2 separate regions of the Rattus norvegicus genome follow, and region 2 is linked to region 1. A link is a contact called in public Hi-C data. All regions are on one chromosome and are shown on one strand. The core of a region is the stretch at or near the end of the contact, and the rest is flanking DNA. Distances in the headings are between cores, read along the strand shown. Region 1 holds the start of Dusp4 (dual specificity phosphatase 4). Region 2 has its middle 130 kb from the start of Dusp4.

Evidence for each region. A called contact is a pair of places that touch in the nucleus more often than the background predicts.
Region 2: a contact with region 1 is called in a Hi-C map of Schwann cells, with 5 times the contacts expected there. The contact joins the enhancer-like site here to the promoter of Dusp4 in region 1. A contact is called at or near these places in 5 of 12 Hi-C or Micro-C datasets (Schwann cells, frontal cortex, liver and 1 more).

The regions. Positions count from the first base shown.
Region 1 is chr16:64,089,271-64,096,531 of GRCr8, forward strand. Dusp4 (dual specificity phosphatase 4) reads right to left here and starts at 4,430. Exons shown (of 4, transcript NM_022199.2): 1 at 3,571-4,430. The coding sequence starts at 4,006.
Region 2 is chr16:64,219,789-64,227,049 of GRCr8, forward strand. No RefSeq gene overlaps it. Among named protein-coding and RNA genes, the nearest start is that of Dusp4, 130 kb to the left of the region's middle. Within about 2 kb of position 3,478, at least 30 of the 93 cell types and tissues checked have an H3K27ac peak or open chromatin away from gene starts, as enhancers often do. A contact at or near this core is called in Schwann cells, where this site is marked.

The sequences.
Region 1 (7,261 bases), core at 3,180-5,679:
CCTCTGAGTCTAAAAGGTAGGGGGTGTAAGCAGGCCCCAGAACTAGGCCCTGGAGAGGCCTCAGCTACCAACTGGGAAAGTTGGGAAATAAGCAGGCGCCAGCAGAGAGGTCCTGGGTGAACAGGACCAGTCTTCCATTCAACTCTGGGGCAAGCCAAAGACCTGTTACAGGTAAGTTTTACCCAAGAGGAAGGAGACTGTCTGGATGACTATATCCCAAAAGCTCAAGGCAGCTCCCTGCATAATTGTGCAATCAGGTTTGAATAAGAACTTAGATCACATGGTAAATTCTACATAGGAGGGAAGATAAAATTGCACAAAGAAGGTCCTGTGTGTGGGGCAGGCTGGTCAAGACCTTGTAATCCAGTCGCCTCAGCCACAGAGGTACAGAGGTCTGAGACCACAGGCATCGGCCACGCCAGGTTGAAATTATGTGTGTATCAGACTAATTTGTGATTGGGGACACTGTCATTAAAAACAAAAATTTCCTTTAGGATAAGATTTTTTTTTTAAAAGGCATGCAAGTCTAAAATTCCAACCCAAACATTTATGGAAGTTAAGAATCCGAAACAGGGGGGTTGGGGATTTAGCTCAGTGGTAGAGCGCTTGCCTAGGAAGCACAAGGCCCTGGGTTTGGTCCCCAGCTCCGAAAAAAAAACAAAAAAACAAAAAAAGAATCCGAAACAGGGAAAGTAAGATAAAATCTGAAAGAAAAATTTTTTAGAACTGTCCCTAAAATGCCTTACAGGATTTTAAGTTAAATTATTTTCTATGTTTTTTGACTCACAAAACGGAAACGTAAGATTCTTAGTTTTTGCCAAGACTTGATCAATGTACAAGATTAAGAATAGTTTAGCAAAGTTTTTCTGTTTTTAAACCCTTACTTGTGGGGAGGGAAAAAAAAAAATCAAACAATCAATCATCTTTTAGGAGAAAAAAAATAGGAAAGCGTGTTTCTTTTAAAGTCACGTGGGGGGGCTCTTTGGCCTGGAGGGACATCACTTCTAAAAGGGTTATTGTCTCCCCCATGCCTAGGATGGGGGACACCCACTATGTCTCCCTACACTTGCCTGCTGCTATCTGCCTCCTCACTCCACCAGCAGAAGAGGGCCTTGGGCCGATTCTCTCACACCAAGCCACATTTCCCGAACGGGAATGAGCGGGGGGGGGGGGGGGGGGTTGGTTGGGGGGTTGCTTAGTTCCCACGACCTCCCCCTTCCTAGAGCAGACATTTTCTTGCTGCTCTACGAGGTCTTCCAATAGCTGGCTGTACAGGAGAAGGAAGGGCTAGGTCGTGGTTCAGCACATCCACATAAACTAAGGCTGACAAACGTTGGTATCTCCACAGGACGAGGAGGAACACCCCCCTCCCCCTCTCTCTCAATCGCTTTAGGCTCTTGCTTCCAAGGGCTGCTGAACTTCTGGCTAGAAAAGGGGGTGAAGGTGAGGTAGCAGCTGTTCCCGAACAAATGAAAACTAAGGACTCCAGGCGACTGGGAAGAAGGCCTTTGGCTTTTGAGGGGCATGGGGTGATTGATCCTCACCGCCCAGTAAGAGAAGGGGGTAGAAAGCGCGGCTTAAAGGACATGCTGCCTTTCTGGGGGACAGACACCCATTAGGGATGGGACTGTCATCTTGCCCAGAGGCCACCTGCCCTGTCCAGTCTTACATCAGCATTCACCCTGAAGCATCTCTCAGAACTGGCCTGGCCTCACGGTCTCCAGATCCGAATCAGGACCGGTAGAGTGCCGCGAGCCACAAGGTTTAACATTAAAAATATGCCTCCCTTCCTAGGCGCCTGGCCTACCCCGGAGCCTGCGCCCCGGAAGGAAGCCAAGGGATCGGGATCAAGGCAGCTGCCGCTCCAGGGCGGTCCCATTCGGAATTCTTCCAGGAAGAAAAACAAAACAATCCCTGACTCCACGTGGGGCTGAAGTCCTCCTGAAGCCAGGGTTGGAAGGCATGGGCCCCGACTCTCTCAATCCAACCGCTGGGGAACCTAGGACAGCCTGGGACTTTCACCCCGAAACAGTTTCACCTTTCCCACCCGCGCGATCTCAATTCAGGCAGAGCGGGCAGGCTGGAACAATAGCACAGACGCGCAGCCCGGAGCCCAAGCAGGATTCCGCCGACAGAGGACCCGGGACCTGCGCCTGATCGAGGGCTCCGGGTACCGCGTGGGCCCGATTCCCGAGATCTGGAACCCGTCGTTCCTAAAGCGTTTTAGGGACATCAGCTGGAAGAGCAAAAGGCGGCCCTCGCGGAAAAAGAAAGAAAAGTCAGCAAAATGGCCCTGGCAGTTCAGCCTCGGGTCAACAGCAGCGTCTCTCCAGCAGCTGACGGGTCAAATGGTCAGGAAACAACTGCGGAGAACAAAGACCCCCGCTGTTCCGCAGGGCCAGCCCAGCTCGCCCGCAACCGGCTGCTTCCCGGTGCTGTTCGGAAGGGGACGGAAGAAAGGGCTTCGCTCCCGGCCTCCCTTCCTTAAGGTGGACAAGATACCAAAAGAAAAAGTATAGAAGGAGGAGGCGAAGAGCCTCTGCAGGGAAATGGGCGGCTCTTTGAAAGCGGAGGTCAAACAAATCTCCCGGCTTTGGAAGCGAAGACCCGACCCCCGCGAAAGAATGCGCGGAATGCGGTGGCCGGAGGTGGGGGGGCGCGGCGCAGCAGGGGGCGCGCGACCACCCTCCTCCCACCCCCCACCGCAGTGCTCCCCAGCCGGAGCCCGCACACGGACCTAGCAGGCAGGTGCGGAGAGCGGTCTGTCCCTTCCTCCCGCGTCTGGGATACTGCGCGATCCTTTCGGGGTGCCTGACTTCTAAATTTGACAAGCCACCCTCTCTCCGGCCACCTATTTCCCAGGCCAGGGTTCGCTTTAACCAGGCACGCGCCGCTAGCAGAGCCGAGAATGATGTGTGAACAAAAGGTGGTAAGGTAATTCTCTGCTCCCGGGATTAGCAGGAGCAGACGCGTCTGGTGTCCCCCCAGTACAGCACTCCAGCCTCCCTTAGACCCGGGCGGGGGGGGGGGGCGCCTTCCAAGAAGGCTCTGAGTTGAAGCAGCGGGAGAGGAAAAACAGTTCGCTCCCCAGATCTGCAACCCAATTCTCCTTCCCTCATTTGCCGGTTGTGTAGGAACTCCCGAGACAGATCTCACCTCAGCATTCACCTTCCTTAACCCCTCTCCAGTTCTCCGGGTTATACCGAAACAGGCCTCTCTGAACCCTGTGGGACTTAAGAGCGCGTGCGTGCTCAGTACTTGAGGCTGGGCTGCGCAGAGGAATAGCTGCCAGCATCCAGGCCAGAACCGCTCATGTCAATAAACACAGAAACTCTTCGGACGCGTGCGGACTGCAGGTGACTGGGGAAACGCGCCAGCACGGCCTCCCCAGGACTTAGTACTCAAAACCACAGCAAAACCGTGCACACAGACACGCACAAAGACACGCAAGGAAGGGGACTCCAGCAGCCCGAAATCATTCCGGTACTTTCCTCCCAATGCCCAGCAGGGCTCAGGTCACCAAGTCCCTTACACCTACCCTCCACCTCGCTCCCGGGCGCCCAGGTTTACCTTTAAGCAGGCAGATGTCTGTGCGCTCCGCGTTCCGGCGCAACGCCTGCACGACCAGCGACACTGTGCTGTCCTCCCGGAGACTCTCGGCGCGCGGGCTGCGCTCATCGTAGACGATGACAGCCGAGTAGAGGCCAGAGCGCAGGCGGGCGCGCACCTCTTCCTCGGCGGGCAGAATCTGCTCCAGGCTCACGGAGCCCTTGGCCCTCCGCCGCACGATGGTATTGCAGCGCACGTTCACCGAGCCTCGGATGTAGCCCGCGCTGTGAGCCAGAAACGGCCTGCAGTCCAGCAGCAAGCACTTGCCGCCGCTCAGCAGCCCCAGGGCGCCGTGGCTGCCGCCGCTGCTGCCCGCGCTGCCGCCGTTCTCATCTCGGTTCATCAGCCTTTTGAGCACGCTGCAGTCCATCTCCCGCAGTTCCTCCATCGTCACCATGTCGCCGGCAAAGCACAGCAGCTGGGGAGCCGGAGAAGACCAAGGGCACCCAAGCCAGCTAGGCTACAAGAAGGAACAGGCGAAGGCTAAGAAGGCGCCTGCCGAAGTGACCCGCAAACTTGGCCCCAAGGCTCTTCTCCCAACACCCCTTCCTCCTCCTCCCGCAGCCTCGACGTTACATAGCAGTCCGAGCCTTCTCTGGCGCCAAAGCAGGCGGGCGCACGGCACCCGGAGCAAGTGACCGAGGAGGGGAGTATGTTTACGAGAGAGAGGGCTCCTCTCGGTTTGTTGCCCCTGGTGTGTTTTGCTAGCTAGGCTGCTCCTGCCTTAGGCACCGCCGTTTTCCCCCAACGCTCCGCCGGAGCTGCACGCACTGCCCCAGCCAGAGTTTCCTCCTCTGCTTAGAGATTTATTAATGCTCGCCGGCTCTCCCGGGGGAGGGAAGAGTCATTACTACCTCTCCAGGCCCCGCCCCCCACGCAAGCTCCCCGCCCCGCCCCCACCCCGACTCTTGAATGGAGCGCCGGCCCCCTCGCACCCAGTCACGGGAACTCGACGTCACAAAGAGAGGAGTAAACAGGGCGCTCGGTGCTGTCTGCCAGGCCCATTCATAAAACCGAGACCTAGAGGAAAAAGGAGGCAGCCTCCGACCCGCCGGCAAGCCGGAAGCTCCCGGACTTTGTGAATGGAGCCGCCGTGCGGCTCCCTGTCCTTCCTCAGCCCCGGAGCGCGGCGTTCGGCGTTGTGTTAGTAGCGGGTGGCGACGCGGGCCTAACCGAGGCCTGGGCTCTCAGCGTGGAGGTCTTCACCCCTGCGCTCCCCCCCCGCCCCCCAAGTCTCCGAGGTCTCGCTGGGTGGAACCTGACACTGTATGGCTGCCACCCCGCAGGGCTTGGGACCTCTTCTCGCCGGACTAAAGCTTGCTCTTCGGGTCCGGCCGGTTGTGTCTTGTTTTGTTTTTAATGCGATTCCCCGGACTTAGTTTATACATTTGCGTGATCGATTTCCGTCCGGAGCTATTAGATCGGTTTTATAGCTTCCCGCGGAACCTGGGCAAACCCCGGACTTTGAAAGATGAAAGGGAAGTCCTCGCGCCAAAGCCCAATAACAAAAGAGAGGTGTAGGGGTTTGTTACTTTACAACCCAGAGGGGGGCGTTAATTGGCCGAATGGTGTGCCCGTGCAGGAGAATGGGAAGCACTCCGGCCCAAGCTTCCTAAAACCTGATTATTTAACCATGGGAAGGGGGGGAGGAGGGATATACCCGGAGGTTTTCCGCTTTGGTGGAAGTCCTCGCCTCCCTCTTGCTCACACGCAATGTCCTCTAAGGAAATAATTGTTAAGGTCTACATTTGGTGCGAAGGAAGATGTTGAAAAGTGTCCATGCGAAGAGTGACCTTTTAAAAGGCAAATTTAATAAGCTCAGAGACGATTCGAGTTTCTACATCCCTCTTTCCAGGTCACGTAGCATCTGCACCCCGCTTTTACCTTCCCGGGGACATTTAATTTCCCAAGGGCTTGATTTTGGCAAGAAAGGAGGTTATGCGCGCATGTGGTGGGGACCTTACAGAAGCCAAAAATTATTCGGCCGAGATCTTGCCAAGTCTTGTTAGCAAGAATTAATCACCGAACAAGGGAATTACGGGGTTTGGTAGCGGCCAGGTCGAATATTCCATTTCAGGTTGCGAGTAGAAGCCTGACTGAGGCAGCGAGGGCAGCCAAAGCCTCAGGGTCCTTTCCCCCGGTTAAACCCTCTCTCCACTCAGTTACCTTTGCTTTGTTTTCTGCAGAGCGGCTCTCCAGAGATCACCTCCAACTCCCATTTTCAAGGCTTCCTACAGACTCTCTGCACTCTGAAGTCCCCAACACCCTTTTCTGGGTCCAGTGGGCGTTGCAGGGGGCAATCATCTGTGGAGAATTTTCCTTGTTACCTTGGGTTCCAAAATGGCACTGCGTTTCTTATTTTGTTTATGGGTTTTTTCAGTTAAAGAATGAGCTATTACATGCGTATTAATTTGTTGCTGACATATTAGCGACCCCCTAATGCACCCTGTATTTTGGTGCCCGTGGTGCGGGATCACTCACATCCGGGTTCCGGAAGGAGCCACAACAACAGAGTGACATCGGCTGCCTGGGGCAAGGTCTCGAGCACTGGGCCTTCAGGCTAGGAGAGTGGCAAGGGCGTCCAGCACCAGTGAGGAGGGCAAAGTGGTTTCTCTTGCTTGGTTCGGAGCTTGCTGTGAGGACATCTAGTGCTTCCCTCTGGCTGGCCCACTATGGGTGCTAGACATCCCCGGTGCCTCGACAGCCGGAATCAGATTCACTCTCCTGGGTCCTCTCCCCGCAGTTTACAAACCCAGCGGCCAGCAGCCCTTAGCTCCGGATGCTAGTCACCAGAGTCACAGAGGGGAATGAGGGTGAGGTTGTCCCCCGGCCAGCACTGGCCAAGCTGGCCTTTGTCTCCCCTGCCTCAGGGGTGCTCCTCCTACCCCTGGCAGGCCAGGCCCCTGCCCAGTGCTCACAGGGTTTGTAAATAACAGTCAAATCCGGGGAGGGGTGGGGATGCCCACCGAACAAAAGGCTGCTTTCTGCACCTGACAGTAATCCTTGCCGGAGAAGTCCATAAATCCCATAGGCGAGTCACGCGCAGGGGGTGTGGGCAGGCGCGTGTCAGTGTGTGTCCACGTGTGAGTGCCCGCGCCTGCGCGCCTGTTCCTGGAGAGGGACAGCTACTTCGGACTTAGCACATTTAAGCCAAGAGCGGCTTTTGTTGAGAAGATGATGTTGAATAAAACAACAACAGCCCCCCTCCCCCGCGCGCGCCGCCGCCGCCGCCGCCGCCCCCTTCAGGAACTGCCTTCAGCAGTGTGAATGTCAGCAATGAGCTTTAAATGACAGCATTGTGTTTACCCGGATACTGTGAGAGCACCCTGGATAATTTTCTTAATGGAAGCGTGTGAGCCATTTGGTCCACAGTTTTAGGTGAATACGGTTTAAGGTCTACCCAACACCGGCTATAAAACCCTCCTTCCATCGGTCCTCAGGCTGAAGGGTGAGAAACACACAGTTTGCACAGGAACTTCGTGAGTCAGTTTGTCAATAAAAAACTGCAGTAAACAAAGGCATTCGGAGGAAGCTAAGCTTGCACATCCTTTCAGAGTTATTTAGCTTAGGAATATCTGCAGGGATTGGACTGTGAATGCCCAATTTACACTGGGCAGTAAAACTGGGGTGGAAATGCTTGTAAAATTTCTCC
Region 2 (7,261 bases), core at 2,228-4,727, 130 kb after region 1:
CGGCTCCCCCAAAGACGCCCAGGCCCTAATCGTCAAAAACTACGGGTTATTCTATTACAAGGCAAAAGGTTGCACGTGGAATAAAAGTTGCAAACCATCTGACCTCAACACCAAGTTGGGCTCCGCATCAAGGCTCTGATCCTTAAAAGTGTGAGAGAGAACGACCTGGTGGTGCAAGCCTGAAAGCTCAGCTACTCTGAAGGCTGACACAATAGGATTGCAAATTCAGGATCTGTCTGGGCATGCTCAGGCCCTGGGTTCCCTCTCTGCTACCACACCTATGCAGGAAAATACGGAAGAAGGAGGCCATGGGTGAGTCGGTTCCTCAGTGTGAGAAGGACCCAATCTTCTACCTTTGCAAATGGAAGAGGGTGCTCTGGGCCAGCCTGGGGAGGTGGCTCCTAAACGGTGGAGACCTCGAAGAATCCGATTTCAGGATGATGGATCGAGTTTATGTATTTATTGTGCTAAGAGACTGAACCCGGGACTTCATGCATGCAAGGCAAGAGCTTTGGAACTATACCCCCGGCTCCGGAGTTGTAATGTTCACACCAGTAAGTCATGCTAATTTGTTGCAGCAGCCGCAGGAATCTAATAACATTTGCGTCTCCCGCCATGTAAGATGAGCCAACACCATGGTAACTGGGCAGAGGCCACCAGCCACAGGGAGGTCTTGACTAGAGCCTTTAGGCTGGGGCCCCACGCTGCTTCCGAGCAGTGGAAGGAGCATGGTGGGCTGCTTCCCGAAGGAACCCTTGCCACCCTCCAGCGTTCTGCTCTATACTCATAGGCGTGCTTCCTGTTTGGACACTCTATTTACCAGAAACTCTCTCTCTCCCTTCTTAGAATAAAGCCACTCGACCAAGTTCAGAAAAGTTCAGGAACCGTGTGCCAGAATTTCAGTCTGACAGAAGATCTCAATTTGAGAATTGAGGTTGGTAAAAATCCAGGAACACCCCACCCAGCAACCCCAGTTCAGCAAGTTTGGGGAACCTTTTGCCACAGCTTTCAGAAAAGAGCGATTAAATTATCTCTCCTATCATTTCCTATGAAATATGGGCAAGGCGCCTTTATGTCCTCCTGAGACATGCTTTTAAGAGCTCTCTTTCTTCAGTGTCTTGTATGGGAAGCCATGAGAGGTTTGTTAAAGTGGCAGACCTTAGTCTTGGGGTGGTGGATACAGGATGCATTGTATGTTCCCATTGTCTCTGGTCAGTTACCACTCGGCTAACGGCAGTCGTGGGATTATACCTCCATGCGTCCAGGCTAAGTGGGGCTGTCTTGTCCTGTGACTTGGCCAGTGCTGAATTCTATCTGGATATTGCCCAAAGACGTGACTTAGATGCTCTTAAATAAACTTATAGGATCCCCATTTTAAAATAAAAAACAACTTATTTTATTTTGAATTATTCGTATGTAGGTGGGTATGGACATGAGATTGCTCATGAGGCCAGAGGCCAGAGGTCCAGATCTTTCTGGAACTGTAGTTCTAAGTGGTTGGTGTTGTGATAGAATCGTGACTCACGTCTGGACAGACCACACCAGGACAGTACAGTCCCATGTGGAAGAGGTTTATTGAGGACAAAGAAGATGAGGGGGGGAGAGAGAAAGAAGAAAAAAAGAGGAGGTGGGTAGGAAGAGTCTGCCTTTTATCCAAACTGTGACGTAACCACTCATAGGTAAAGGTGGGGCTAAACCAAAAGGAGGCTGGGAATGTACGGCCATTGCTGTAAGCATTCTGTCTAAGCTCCACCCCCATAGTTACCTGGCAACAGCTAGGTATGCCCCACCCCACGGTTACCTGGCAACAGCCAGGTGTGCCTGACACTATCGAAGGGGCTGCTTGCCCCCTCCTCTCTCTCTTGCTCCTGCTTCTTCTTGCTCTCTCTTGCCCCTTTGTCCCTTCTCTCCTCATCCCCCACTCCCCTTCTCTCCACGTGCTCATGGCTGACTTCTACTCCTCTCCTCCCCTCCTTCCCTATTCATCTATTTCTCTACTTTTCTCTCTCTTTCTCCGCCCTATTACCTTCTTAACTCCCCTTCCCATCCCCTGAATAAACTCTATTCTATACTATACCGTTGTGTGGCTGGATCCTCATGGGGAAGGGATGCCTCAGCATGGGCCCGCTGAGGCAAGACCTCCATAAAACATACCCCTCCACCCCTTATCCCTTTATAAACACAATTGCCATGGCAACAGATGTGCGGGTCCCGGTTGCCTGTGAGTGACGTCACTGCTGGGTTCGAGGCAAAAGCTGATTCCTGACGTCAACAGTTGGAAGTCACCTGATACAGGTGCTGGAGTTGGACTCAGGTCCTCTGCCAGAGCATCTTAGCTACTGAGCCATCTCTCAGCCTGGAGAGTACAGTAAGAGGCGCACCCATCTGTATTAGTGAGTGTGAGCCTCTCTCTCCCTCCCTCTCCCTCTTTCCCCTTCCTGTCTCTCCTTCGCTGGTCTTCCCTTTGCCTCTCCCTCAAGGCATGAAGTTGCCTGTGATTTCCTTCTGATTTTTCTCCCCTGTGCCTCTCTCTTGGGAGAGAGAGGCCGGCGAACGTCTCTGAGTACAGCCAGAGCTACAGAGAGACAGAAACCCTGTGTTCAGAAACGAAAAACCAACCATACAACCCAAAGACTCAGAGCTTCTTTATTTTTCTCCCATCTGCGTTGTTTTAGAAAGGATGGTGGTGCACACTTTAATCCCAGCATAGGTAACCAGGTCTGTGTGAGTTTGAAGCCAGTCTGGTCTACATAGCGAGTTCCAGAACAGCCATGGATTTGTAGTGAGACCTTATCTTGAAAAACAAACAAACAAAAAGAGGTTTTGTTTCTGGTTGCTATTGTTGTTTTCTGCTTTAGGTTCAAGGCCGGGTGGCTAGTCTGTATTTCTGAATACTCTGTTACGCACGCACGCAGGTCTGGAACCCAGCGGTGACGTCACTCACAGGCGCAGGCAGTATGGCGGTTACTGCAGAGTATACTAGAATGGGAAAGTTCGAAGGTCAGGCCTCCATGCCTCTCCGAGGACGATAAAGCCAAAACCTGTGTGCAAGGCCCACAGGAGGGAGGAAGAAGACACCAGGACCAATGAGAAAGCTCTCTTCGCAAAAAGTTACCGCAAAGAAGAGGGGTTTCAGACAAATACCACTCCCGAGTGGAAGACACGATTTTTTTTTTTGTTTGTTTGTTTGTTACTGCTGTTTCAGTGGCAGGCGTCACCAGGCCAGCAGCAAACATCCGGGAGCCCCGGGTACTAGGCAGGATGTTAGGATGTCAGCTCCAAGGAGGAAAGGAACAATGGCTGTTTAATTTGCTTTTTATAGCAAAGCCCATTTGGGAAGAATGAAGACAGGAGACTCTCAGAAGAGCTTCCTTTCCCTGAGGGCTGGCCCATCTGCTCTGTGGAGAGGAGATTGCTGACTCAGGAAGCCCTGCCAGGGAGCCTGCTGAGGCTGCTCTGAGTTTAGGCGCCTGGCCAGTATGCTAGCCCACATGGCCAGCGAACAAATGGTGTGCCCAGGATGCAGGGAGGTTGTCAGGGCTTCTTTCTAACACTGGACAACTGACTTCTGTCCTTGGATTACTGAGACATATGTTCCCTGACCACCACAAGCACCCTTTCTACGACAAAGCCTCTTTCATAGGCTGTTGTGAGGGGGATAAAAGATAAATGAAGCTCACTCCCAAGAGATTAAGCGGTTAAGAAAAATTAGTCAGTTTCTCTAAGTATCACATAGCTCAACGGCTTTTTCAGGAGAAAACAGAAAATGCAATCTCTCATAAACACCCTTGCATGGTTATGAATATTCATCTTTAAACATAATGAGCTGTCATAACTCCTATTTTATTTTTGTAAACACTGCCATGAAACTTCCAGAGGTCTAACAACAGCCAAAAGCTACTGTGTGTTGGGTTTTTTTTTTTTTCTCTTTATTTTATTTTATTTTTTTATTTTTTCGAGTTCAGGAATCTTATTTTGATCAACTTTTGCCTTTTTTTTTTTTTTTTTTTTTTTGCTATTTCGACGAGTCTAGAAGCATTCTCTACTCCTGATCGTCTGCCGAAACTAATCAATTACTTGTTATAGCCAGGGTGAACAAGTTCCAGAAAGAACCTGAGTTTCCCTTGAACTTGATGCTTGAAGAGCTGGTTTTGTTTTCTTCTGCGTAGGAGTTTTTGCCAACCTTGCTGAAGATGCTGCGTCAGTGGCCTCCAGTGGAGGAGAGCATTCCCGCATGGCGCATGCTCAGTGGAGAGCTGGAGGGCGCCAACAAGATCTATGTGAGAAGAGGGTTCTCTGTAGGAAGTATGGTGCCAGTGCTATCTGGCATTTGCCATTCTGGGTGCTGGTATTATATTATCACATGGGCTTCTCCTCAAGCTTGATATAAAACCAGACATACTTGCATATACACATCCTTTCGTGGGTCCTGGTGAAAAACACCGCTCCTCTTAGTACACTAGAAGACATCTCGGATTTCTTTCAGTCATTCAACTGTTGTTGATAAAGACCAGTGAAGATGCCGGCCACGTGCATTTCGCTGTTTAATTGTATTATTATGAATTTCTCTAAATTTCTACGTTCTGGCACGACAGTGGGGATGCAGACTACCCTCGTGAGTGCTCAAGTCATTAGGGGATGGTAAATTCTCAGGCCGTGGGTACACCTCAGGACTCTCATAAGATGTGGCTTCCTGTTTGCCATCCTTTCTGACTGCACCTCTGCACAGTTCCTTCTCAGGTACAAAAGGATAAAGGGGAATCTAAGCTGAGGACAGATGTCTTCAGAGCCATACCCAACAGAACCAGTTCTATTTTTAGCAACACTTGTCTTGCCTGGGTGGGTCTTGCCCAGCCTCTCAGACACTGACTTGAGTTCAGACTCTCCATGAAATAGTAGAGCAAGTCACTTTAGTCTGTATCTCAATGGTCCTTGTTTTCCGTCATTGCCCTTTAGAATCAGAACGTGAGGTATGTTGAGGGGCATGTGTGTATGTATGTATGTGTGTGTATATGTGCTGTGTGTGTGTATCTCCCCCCTCTTTAATGGCTTTAGAGGTACATTTAAAGAGTAAAAAGGAATCAGGCAGATCCAGAAAAACACCGTATAAGCACACCAGACAAATACCAAATGACTTTACTTCTTCATGTAACCTAATGAGTCAAACTCAGAATCAGAGTTTAAAAATGGTTAAAAGGGCTTGGTGAGGGTGTTAGCATTCTAAGCTCCGCCCCACGGTTACCTGGCAACAGCCAGGTATGCCTGACACTATAAAATGGGCTTCTTGCCCCTCCTCCCTCTCTTGCTTTTCCCCCTTTGTGTCCTTTCTCTCCCCATCCCCCCTCTCATGAGCATCCACGTGCTCATGGCCAGCCTCTACCTCATTCTCTCTCTCTCTCTCTCTCTCTCTCTCTCTCTCTCTCTCTCTCTGTCTCTCTCTCTGCCTTTCTCCACCTCTACTCTCTTCCTAACTCCCCTCCCCATGCTCTTAATAAACCCTATCCTATACTATACCTCTTGTGTCTGGTCCCTCAGGGGGAAGGGATGCCTCAACATGGGCCCCATGAAGGTACCCCTCCCCCCCATACCTCACCACACCTCCATAGAACATAATCCTTCCTTTATCTTTTAATAAACACATAAGTGGAAACATGGGAAGATACTGGCCAAAGGTCACACACTTTAAATTCTCTGATAAAACGTTCTGGAAATCTAATGTATCGTATGGGTGGTGATGGGTATGTAAGAGTGAAATTAACTTGAATATATACTATTTAATCAGATATACTAAAAACCAATAGTTAGATGCATAATATATACAATATAATTTGTATATTTCATAGTCTTACACTTTATGCTACTACTCAGTTCAGGGCTATGGCTCATATGCTAGAGACAGATCAGTTCTGAATAACGAAAGAATTGTCTTTGCTTGTGAGAATTTTGTATGGTATCTAGAGATCAAGAAATACTTTGACAGATATGGGCAAGAAATCATAGTGTCGTGGAAAAAGTAAATGAACATTTTGTTTTTCTTTCACGCACGGAGGTTCAAATAAACTTCAAAAGACCAGACAGAAATCCATCTTAGACTATAGTCTGTTGCTGTAACAAAATACTGGGGGTGGATAGTTTATGAAGAATAGAGGCTGATTGTGGGGGAGGGCATTCTTTTCATATTCTAACACGATTGGTGTGCATCACGTGATTAGACAGAGGTGTGCCAGAGAGAAAATGACTTCCTAGTGGTTCCTGATGCTAGGAGTCCAAGATGCAGTCAAGACATAGGTATATTTGGTACCCACAGAGGCCTCTGGCTTTTGACTTGTAGATGAGCTCACCTCCATGTGCTCATGGACTCTGGTGTCACTTCTCATAAGGACACCAGTCATATCTGATAAGGGCGACGTCGTGCCTTGAATCAGAATGTTCCCTGACAGGCTCATGTTTTGAATGTTTCTTTCCCAGGTGGTGCTGTTTTGGGGGAGGATGTGGAGCCAGCAGGAGACAGGAAGTGGGAGACAGGAAGTGGGAGACAGGAAGTGGGTCTCTAGATCGAGGCCTGTGAAGGCTCTTAACCTCTGGTTCATATCCAGCTCTCTTCTTCTGGTCCAATGTTGTGTGACCAGCTCCCATCATCATGCTCTGGCCAGCACGGCTGAGTCCTTGCTACAATACCTTCCCCCATTACACTGGAGCCAGCCATTTCCAATGTAGTAAAAAATAACCCTTTCCACCCTTGCGTGGCTTCTCTCAGGTGTTGTGGTGATGGGAATGTGAAGGTAATGAATACCACTTGCAAACGGATACCTCCCGTTTAGCTTAATCTCCTTTCCCTCCAATAAAAGTTCCATTTTGAAGTCCTGGCGTTAGGAATGCAAAGTGGAGATCTGAGCTGACAAAATCAGCCATAAAGCAGGGATTGCCCTTCTTAACTGTCAGGAAGGGGAAGCTCCTGGGTGACGGTTTGGGGCCATCTGGCTCGTCGGGCTTTGGTTCTGGATCTCAGCTTGGCGTTATTTTCTCCAGGGTTTCTAGAAGTTTTCCCCTCCTGATTCTTGTTTGCCTAATTTTATATTATTTTATTATTATTATTATTATTATTATTATTATTATTATTATTATTATTATTATTATTTTTGCAGAACCCTGAGTGTACAGGAGCATAATAAGGCATAGAGACCAACTGCCTACTGACAAGGAACCCTAAAGAAATATGTATTAACCAGTTCTTTGGTGTACGTATAGTTTTACCACTTAT